Regions from separate parts of the Mus musculus genome. Here region 1 is linked to region 2. A link is a contact called in public promoter capture Hi-C data. All regions are on one chromosome and are shown on one strand. The core of a region is the stretch at or near the end of the contact, and the rest is flanking DNA. Distances in the headings are between cores, read along the strand shown.

Region 1 (4,586 bases), core at 1,590-4,089, 340 kb after region 2:
AAGAGAAATGTAGTTGGGTGATGTGCTACCCAGAGAAATGCACTGCTTTTATCTTATTTTTTTATTTTTTGAGAAGGCTGTAAAGATGACTCTGCTCTTAACAGTACTTGTGTTGGTCTTCCAGAGGACCGTGTTCGGTTCCTAGTACCCATGCCAGCCAGCTCACAACTGCTTGTACCTACAGGCCCAAGGGAATTGAAAATTGTCTTCTGGCCTCCACACACATGTTTAAACACACAGAGAGACACACATACATACACACAAATGAAAAATAGTTTTAAATGTTGTGTGTCTGTTTTAAATGTATGCGCGCGTACATGCACATGCAGAGACTGGAGGAGAGTATTAGGGGCTCTGTTTTATCGCCCTTCACCTTATTCTCTTGAGACAGGGTCTCTCGCTGAACTTGGGAGTAGGCTTGATGGCCAGCCCTCCCAGTAGTCCCCTACCTCCACCTTAGACAACGTTGTGTTACAGGCAGGCATCCGCCATGCCCACTTTTAATATGTGTGCTAGGCCCTGAACTTGGGTCACAAACTCACTGAACCCACTCTCCAGGCCCCAACCTACAGAACTTTCCAAGTCACTGGGTCCCTGTGTCACCTCCTTCACCTTCTGTGACTCAATCCTGCTTTCTTTTTTTTTTTAACCCTTGCAAACCTCGCACCCCCAAACTCTGCCATGTTGGCATCAAGAGGTCCAACCTGGCTGCCCCAGCCTTTGCTTCAACTTCAAGAATGCTTAGATTGACAAGCCAGTCAGCCATGCTCCTAGCATCTATTCTCGTACTGGAAGCTAAGTATTCACAGGGCTGGGGCTACTAAGACGGTAGCGCACGGAGCGAACGCTCCTCGGTGTTTTGCTAGGCCTCAGACTTTAGTCACTCTTATTGTTTTCCATTTGTTTATCTATTTGGGGGCATGCATGCTATGGCGAGCTTATGCATGTCAGAGGACAACTCACAGAAGTCCATTCTCTCCTGTCCTGTGGGTCCAGGGTAGATAAAACTCTGGTCATTGGGCTCAGCAGCAATGCCTTGACCCAAAGAGCCACCTCTTCAGCCCTAGCCATTCTTTAAAGTAGATGAATGGGTATACAGTGGAAGAAAGGAGGTGGTGGCCGAGTCTTCTTGTAGACAGAAAACCTCCTCTGAGAAAGCAGAACTGGGACAAGCCTTGAACATCAAGTACTGTGAGTAAGTCCAGCGGGCTGTACCTTGGACTTTCCAGGACGCCCTGATCCTAATACTTGGGTGTGAGAGTCGGGACCCCACCCAAAGCCATCAGTTAATGGCTCTTCACTGAAGTAAGTCCCTTGATCCCCCAAGTCATACAAATGCCATGTAACGGAGGCAGGGTTCAAGCCCCAGTACGGGGTTTTGAGCTTAATCATCAGACCGTGCAGTGTTTCTGTAGACAGAACTGCGAAAGACCAACAGCCAGTGAGGCTGTGTGGCGCTCTGAGCAAGAGAGCCTGGTGCTTTCAACAATTTCTGTGGGTAGAGAAGCCCCGTTTCACAACAATTGAGATCCATAACCATCAAAAGACTGAAAATAAGGTGCCACTGAGTCCTGAGGCATCAGTGGGAGTCCTGCATTCCTCCCTCTGAGGCTCAGGGAACATTAGGTGGGGGAAAGCCCGAGGAAAGGTGGAGTAAGGTGGAACGGTGTTTTCTGGAAACAATTTGCTTACTGCGAGCTTGATCTCATTCTGCCATGATTACCTGCCCAAGACAGGGTCTGCCAATATCCTGCCACCGAGGAGAAGGGCTTAACACTTTGTGTGTGGGGTGGGGGTGGGAAGCATAGCTTACCAGCAAGCATTTTTACCTGCTGAGCCATCTTACCAACTCCTATATTTTCTTTTTCACAGTTTTGTTTGTTTTGCCTTGGTGGAGGTTGAGGGTTTTGTGTTACCCTTGCCAGGCAAGCACTCAACACTGAGGTGTACCCCACTCCCGAAGTATTCATGGCTACTGAATCCTCACTGCCTAGCATTGAGCATGGCACACAGTAGTCATGTGTTAGAAAGGAATGAATGATGCTAGGTTATGTCGTTTAAAGAGAGAGTAAAGGACAGAAAGGCGTGACAAAGAATAAGGAAAGATCCGACGGGCAGATACAGGGGAGAGTTGGGAAGGGAGTCTTCGACCGCAGGTCACAAAGAGGCAGGATCATTACACTTGACCCCAGTGCAAAAGAGGAAACCACGCTGCTGACCCAGAAATGTGGGCAAAAATGCCTAACCATGATTGGATCTGTCTGCACCAGTTGTTTCGTTTATATTTGCAACATATAATGTGCTTGTGCGCAGAGAAAGGCGCTGGAGATGTCATTTATATGCGTATGTATCAAGTTTGGATAGGGTTCTTCACTTTGGCGCGGCTGCATCCGGACCGTAAACCGGGATGCACCCACTATACCTGCTGCAGCTGGTCAAGGAACTCTTCGTGGCGCGCATCCTCACTGCCGCGGGCCTTGATCAAACTGTCGCTCAAGTCATCTCCGATCACCTGGGCGGTGTACAAGTTTCGGAAGACTCGGGCAAGCAGATGTGAGATTTCCTGCGTGCGCAACGAGGCGGGGCGTAGACGCAGCGTCTGCGGCTCCGGGAGTGGAGGGAGCGCGTGGAACCCGGCGCGGAGGGACCGCGTAGGGAAGCCGAAATGGCAATCATCCATTAAGACGGTCGAGGAATGCAAGGACTTCCTGATGGACCAGCTGAGACTGGCGGACTCGAGCTGGTGTGGGACAGACAAAAACTGGGTCTCCAAGGACGACATAACGGCCGAGGAAGCTGTGCATTGCTGCTCTTCCTTGCTCTCGGAATCCATGGCAACAGAGACGCTGCAGACTCCGGGTCCCACTTCTTCTTCCGGCTCCGCCTCTTCCGTCTAGCTTTTCCTTTAGAAGAGCGTCACCACTGTCGTCATCTAAAAGTTTGCATTCCTAACGTCCAGCTAGGTAATCTAGCTTAGCTCAGACTCACCATTCCACCCCCGCCTCCTCCTTAGCCTCCCGAGGGCTGGACATAGGCGAACGTCACTGTGAGAACTAGCGTCTCTTCTATATTTTCTTTGTAAAACTTTATTTTTATTTTGTGTGTCTCTCTGTGTGTATATATGTGCCGTTGCCCGTGGAGGCCAGAAGAGGGGGTCGGATCTCTGGGAGCTGCTAGGCAATTGTAAGCCACCTGACATGGGTTCTGGGAACTAACCCGCTGGTCCCCTGGTTCTTAATGGCTGAGCCATTTCTTCAGCCCCAGCATCACCCTTTTCAGAGACGGGCTTATTATGAAGTTTGATGGAAAAAAAGATTCACTGTTGTGCTGGTCTGACTGCATACAAAGCCGTGTTTCTTACTACCCAAGTGCCGCCATCCCTATTTTAATTTGCTCAGACTGTTCTTCACATATATTGTTGTTTGGTTGGTTTTGTTTTAAACAATCCCTTGTTTTTGCTTTTACTTTGACACAGCGTCTCACTCTGAAGCTCTCAGGCTGGGTTGGAGGTCACTTTTGAGACCTGGGCTGTGACTCTCCAGGAATCCTCCAGCCCTTCACTGGCAGCATTAAGTACCAAGCAATCAGCAAGTACAGACGGCCACTGTTGGTGAGCCGTTCTATGCCCTCCTCTGTACTGTGCACTTGTTGTTCTGGTTCCTTTCCTCTAGAGAACCCAGCCAATAGAGGGTGTGAGGCTGAGCCGCACACCTTAATCCCAGCGCTCAATGGGCAGAGGCTAGCAGATCTCTAAGTGTGAGTCCAGCCTGCTCTACAAAGCAAGTTCCATGCCAGCCAGGATTATTTAGTGAGACCCTTTCTCAAAAGCAAAATAAAATAAAATAAAAAGGGGGGCGCTGGAGAGATGGCCCAGTGGTTATAAGCACTGAGGTCCTGAGTTCAATTCCCAGCAACTACATGGTGACTCACAACCATCTGTAATGGGATCTGATGCCATCTTCTAGTGTGTCTGAAGACAGTGACAGTGTACTCACATACATACAATAAATATTTTTAAAAATAAAAAGATTAATTTTTCTTTTATGTGTATGGGTGTTTTGCCTATATGTATGTATGTGCACCATGCTGTCAGCTCTGTACCTCCAGATACCCTTGCCTAGGTAACACAGATGCCAAAATAGTCACTTTCTACTTAGGTGTGAGTTTGCTCGCCTTACAGCCCTGAACCCACTTCCTGAGTCGAGTCCCAGGATGTTCACCCACAGACCTGAGCCATTTCCGCGGCTCTTGGCTGGCCCCCTCATCTGTTCTTTGAGGGAACCTTACTGTCCAGAGAGTAGGAGAAGCAGAGAGCCTTGTTAAGGTGTGCACCCGGAAGGAGCAGGCTCTGGCTGCCTCTCTGCTACATTCTTTCCTGCAAGGAAGGAGTTCACCCACCCAGGTGAAAAGCCCACGGCCGGCTCTAGGTACCTGAGACTCTGGGAGCATTCCCCAAATATCCTGAGTTTCCAGGACCATGGCAGGCCTCCTCTCTAACTGCCTGCTCCTAGTGCTAACTGGAATGTGCAGCAAGGGGAGCTTGAGAGAGGAACGAACATGGGCAGAAAGGCCATCTGTCTGGTTTT
Region 2 (4,260 bases), core at 1,462-3,961:
AGACCATCAAAACCAGACACTTGTGTATTGTTTTACAAAACTATATTCTGGCAAGCTGATCTGTGCTGAGTGAATGGATAAAGGACACACACAGACACAGAGGTCTGTTCTGCTCGGGAGGGGGAGGATGGCTTCTCTGTTGGCTCTGAGATGATAAACACCCACCCAGAAACCCCACAGACAGATCTCTGAGAGGGATGAATGTTGGTAAGCAACGTGGCAGTTAGAATGAGAATGGCCTCCACAGGCACATATACGTGCATGCTGGTCCCCACCTGGTGGACCTGGTGGAGAAGGATGAGAAGGATTGGGGGGGCGGGGGAGTCACTGAGGAGCTGTGCTGCTGGGAGTAGGCTTTGAGATGGCAAAGCCCCATGCTAAACCCAGTCTCTTCTTTTCCTGTCTCTCTACCTGTGGGTCAGGATGTAGCTCTCAGCTGCTTCCCAGAGGGCAGACAAACATCACTTTCAACGTGTGCTATGAGGTACAAAGGTTGAAATTACCAACAGCCCTCTTGTTTTAAACACGGAAACCCTTTCATCAGCACCCGTACATTCTCCCCAACCACCTACCGATGATCTTGTCCTTGGATATATGCTCAAGAACCCATCTGGGCACCCGTTTTGCCTGATCGTAAGACAGGGCGTGGTTAGTGTAACGCCTCGTCTCTGTTCCAGCTAAAGGAAACCCAAACTGTTCCAAGACAGCTTCTTCTGCAGATTCTAAGAAAGAAAGAAAGAAAAAAGAGGGGGTTATGAACAGAAAAAAAGTAATTATTCTTATTAAGAACAAAGGATTCTAAAGACAACGGTGATGTCTAAAAACAACTGGCTCAAAAGTCTCTCCTAGGAGTCTGACTCCGAGTCCTTGGGAGGAGGAGGGAGTCTAATCAAATAGGCCTCATCTTTGCCATAATTTATTAAGTCAAAGAAAAGAGTTTAGCAAAATCCTCCTTTGCCTGTCCTCGGTCGGGTATTCACAATGAGCTTCAGCTATGGGGGTACGCGTTTGGTTTGGGGGCTAGGGAACAAACGTAAGGTTACTCATAACTAACTTTGAAGTCACTCCGTGGCCTAGGCAAGCCTTAAACTTTTGTTCTTCCTGCTCCTGCCGACCACACGTGGAATCAACAGGCATGTGCTATTACATAATTAAATAAAACCTGGCTCGAGGCAGAGCACAGCTCAATGACAGAGCTGTGCATGGACTAGGGTACGGGCCCTGGCTTCACTCCTGGGACCAAAAAGAAATAAGAATCCAATCTCACTAGTTTTCCACATTAGTTTTCTAAATCTGTCTGTACCACAAACTGTGTGTATGGGGGGTGGGGGGAGAATTCAAAGGAAAACCATAGTGCTACAAGTATAAAAGTGAATGGGAACGTCTTGCGACTAATAGAGACAAAAATGGCCATCATTTTAGTTTTTCATCAACATGATATATCAGCTGCCAGGTTAAGTATCCATTTCGTTTTTTAAAAGACCTTAACTCCAAGAGTGGGTGCACACACCTGTTTCTCCATGTCTCATGCCTGGCTGGGTCACAGTGAGTACTGGCTCAAAGCAAAAACAGAGCAAACAAGCCCACCCACACTGTCCCTCACTGATACTTCCCCAGTGTTTCAGTTCAAGGAAAGACAGACTGCAGCCTTCACTGCAGTGGGGCTAAGAAACTGACACTTCCTCCTAGAGGACTCAACCCGGAGCTGCTTCCAAGTGACTCCTCCCCATGCCTCCCCAGAGCAGTCCTCTGGCACAATGGCAAGTGTCAAAAGAAGCGGGTGGTTCAGCACGTCCTGGAATGAGATGGGTCTGTGCTCACTTCTCTGTCTAAAGATAAGATGCCCCGTAAATTTAAGGATGTACATACTAGGAAGACTGGGTAGCAGATATTCTTTACGGAAACGCCTTCAAACATTCTTGTTGTGATGTTGTCAATTTGACAGAATCTAGAAACACCTGAGAAGCAGGCCTCCGGGTATTCCTATGGGGAGAGGGGGAATCTTGGCTGTATTAAATGATATGGGGATCCCCAGATTAATTATGGGCTGGGCCATTCCCTGACTGGGATTCGCACTGTATAAACTGGGAGAAAAGGGAGCCAAAAGGCAGCACGTTCGTCCGTTTCCTGACAGTGGAGGGACGTGGCCACATTGTATAAACTGGGAGAAAAGGGAGCCAAAAGGCAGCACGCATTCGTCCGTTTCCTGACGTGGCCAGCTGCTTCGAGCTCCTTCCCCGCCACGATGGGGTGCACCTCGAACGGGGAGCTAAAACAGACCCTTCCCTTAAGTTGCTTCTGTCAGGTATACGTTGTCACAGCAACAGGAAAAGAAACTAAGACACTTACTGAAGGCCAATTCTGTACCAGGCACTGTGCTGCACCTAAGGTGGAGAACAAACAGAGTCTCAGCTCGGGGTGGAGCTAAGGATGGAGGGGTGGTGACGTGTGAGCCCGCAGCCAGGTGAAGAATTTGGGGGAGCAGTGGGGAACCGAGCCGGCTTAGGCTTGCAGACTCACCGTGTGGCTGCCTCGCCAGCTTCGCGGATTCCGCGTCCGGACGCCGGAAAAACTGCAGCGCCGTCAGCCCCGCTCCCGCGGCGCCCACTACAGCCCCGGCCAAGAAGCCATTCAGAAATCGCCGCGAGTCCCTGAGACGGGAAGCGAAGCTCTTTGCAGCCATGACTCGCGGGCGCCAGCACTTTGTCTCTGCCACGCATGCGCACGCGGGGGCTCCGAGGCCGGAATGGTCCAATCGCCGGCTCCGGAACCAGGCGCGCATGCGCCATCCCGAACCGCCTCCCAGAGGCCTTCGCTGCTGAGGGTCTCGCGCGTCCCCTAGAGTCCAGCAGGGGAGGCACGCCTACCTCCATCCCTGGTCCTGGCCAGTTAATGGATGGGTTAAGTGTCCTAGCTTGTCAATTTAATGGTGTGTGTGTACTGTCCTCTGAAGAAATTGTCTTTAGTCCCATTTAATAGTGAGTAAATGCTTGTTCATGATCCATCAAAGATCTCCTAACCTGGGATCCAACTCGATGTGATTCCAAAACCTGTACCCCATTGGACTGTTTGGGGCACTTGCTTCAAAGTCAAAATACACATCAGAGTGTTTGTACCACCTATCGAGTTTCCTGGGAAAACAGTACTCAATGGTAGCCAGAGACTCTGGATGGGCCAGAGCTCAGAAGTTAAATCCTTACCAAACTAGTCCAGTGTGTCAGTCCATGTTATCTCTTTTAATTTGTGCCTAGACAAGCAAGATGGTTCATCAGTAAGGGTGCTTGCCACCAAAACTGACACTTGAATTCAGTCCCTGGAACCTACTTGGTAGAAGAGGACTGACTCCTGAAAGCTGTCCTCTCACCGTCACAGGCATGGGCTTGCCATCCTACATGCACAGGTATGTACAGCCAGACATAAATAAGTCGATGTAATAAACTGTAATTGGGCTTGGTGGAGCCGATCTGTAACCCCAGCGCTAGCAAAGACAAGGAAGGAATTTCTGAGCTCCAGATCAGCTTAGACTACATAGTGAGTTCCAAATGAGTCTCAGCTACATCGCAAGACCCTGTCTCAAAAAAGAAGTTAAAATCATCATCTTAGACGATAGGGATTCATCTCAGGACTAAGGTGGTATACACGGGATGCATGCCGTCAAGTAACACTGTAAATGTTAGCCACTTTATGGGACCTCTCAAATTGGTCTTAGACAAAATTGATGGGCAAATGCCCACTGACAAAGGGAGAACATAAGGTCCAGAGAAATGGCTAAGTGATTAAGAACACTGTCAGCTCTTCTAAAGGGTCTGGGTTCAATTCCCAGCACCCACATGGTAGCTCATGACTGACACCCTCACACCAATGCACATAAAATAAAATTAAGTAAATTGTTATTATTTTTGTTTTTTTTTTTAAGACAGGGTTTCTCTGTGTAGCCCTGGCTGTCCAGGAACTCACTCTGAAGACCGTAAATTATTTTTTGTAAAAAGAAGAATATTCGTGTTTAATAGACTCCCACTCAGATCAATGGGTCTTCACCTGGCAGCAGTCTCCAGCTTCCCATAAAAAGAGCATTGGCCTGAGCCAGGCTGACTCCATGACAGGCTGCAAACCAGCAGTTCAGGAGACTAGCCCTGAGTTTCTACTTCCCAGACTGGGCAAGTCAGTTACTGGGACAACCAGGCTTACATAAAAGGGACCCCTCCCTAGCTTGCAAAAGAATCGTTAGGCAAACTTACAGCTAGGAGATCAAGAGCTGCC

The links. Capture Hi-C pulls out chosen DNA fragments and counts their contacts.
Region 1: a contact with region 2 is called in a promoter capture Hi-C map of adipose tissue. The contact joins the promoter of Dlec1 here to the promoter of Exog in region 2. A contact is called at or near these places in 13 of 39 promoter capture datasets (the 3T3-L1 cell line, 3T3-L1-derived adipocytes, the C10 cell line and 6 more), 2 of 15 datasets of contacts at CTCF or cohesin (embryonic stem cells and pro-B cells), 45 of 484 Hi-C or Micro-C datasets (the AML12 cell line, B cells, the Ba/F3 cell line and 30 more), 5 of 115 datasets of contacts at active chromatin or transcription factors (astrocytes, embryonic stem cells, microglia and 1 more) and 3 of 9 other capture datasets (adipose tissue, embryonic stem cells and macrophages).

The regions. Positions count from the first base shown.
Region 1 is chr9:119,100,762-119,105,347 of GRCm38.p6, reverse strand. Dlec1 (deleted in lung and esophageal cancer 1) reads right to left here and starts at 2,839. Exons shown (of 37, transcript NM_177117.5): 1 at 2,423-2,839. The coding sequence starts at 2,833.
Region 2 is chr9:119,443,411-119,447,670 of GRCm38.p6, reverse strand. It overlaps Exog (endo/exonuclease (5'-3'), endonuclease G-like), which reads right to left and starts at 2,711. Exons shown (of 6, transcript NM_172456.4): 1 at 2,521-2,711; 2 at 573-722. The coding sequence starts at 2,683.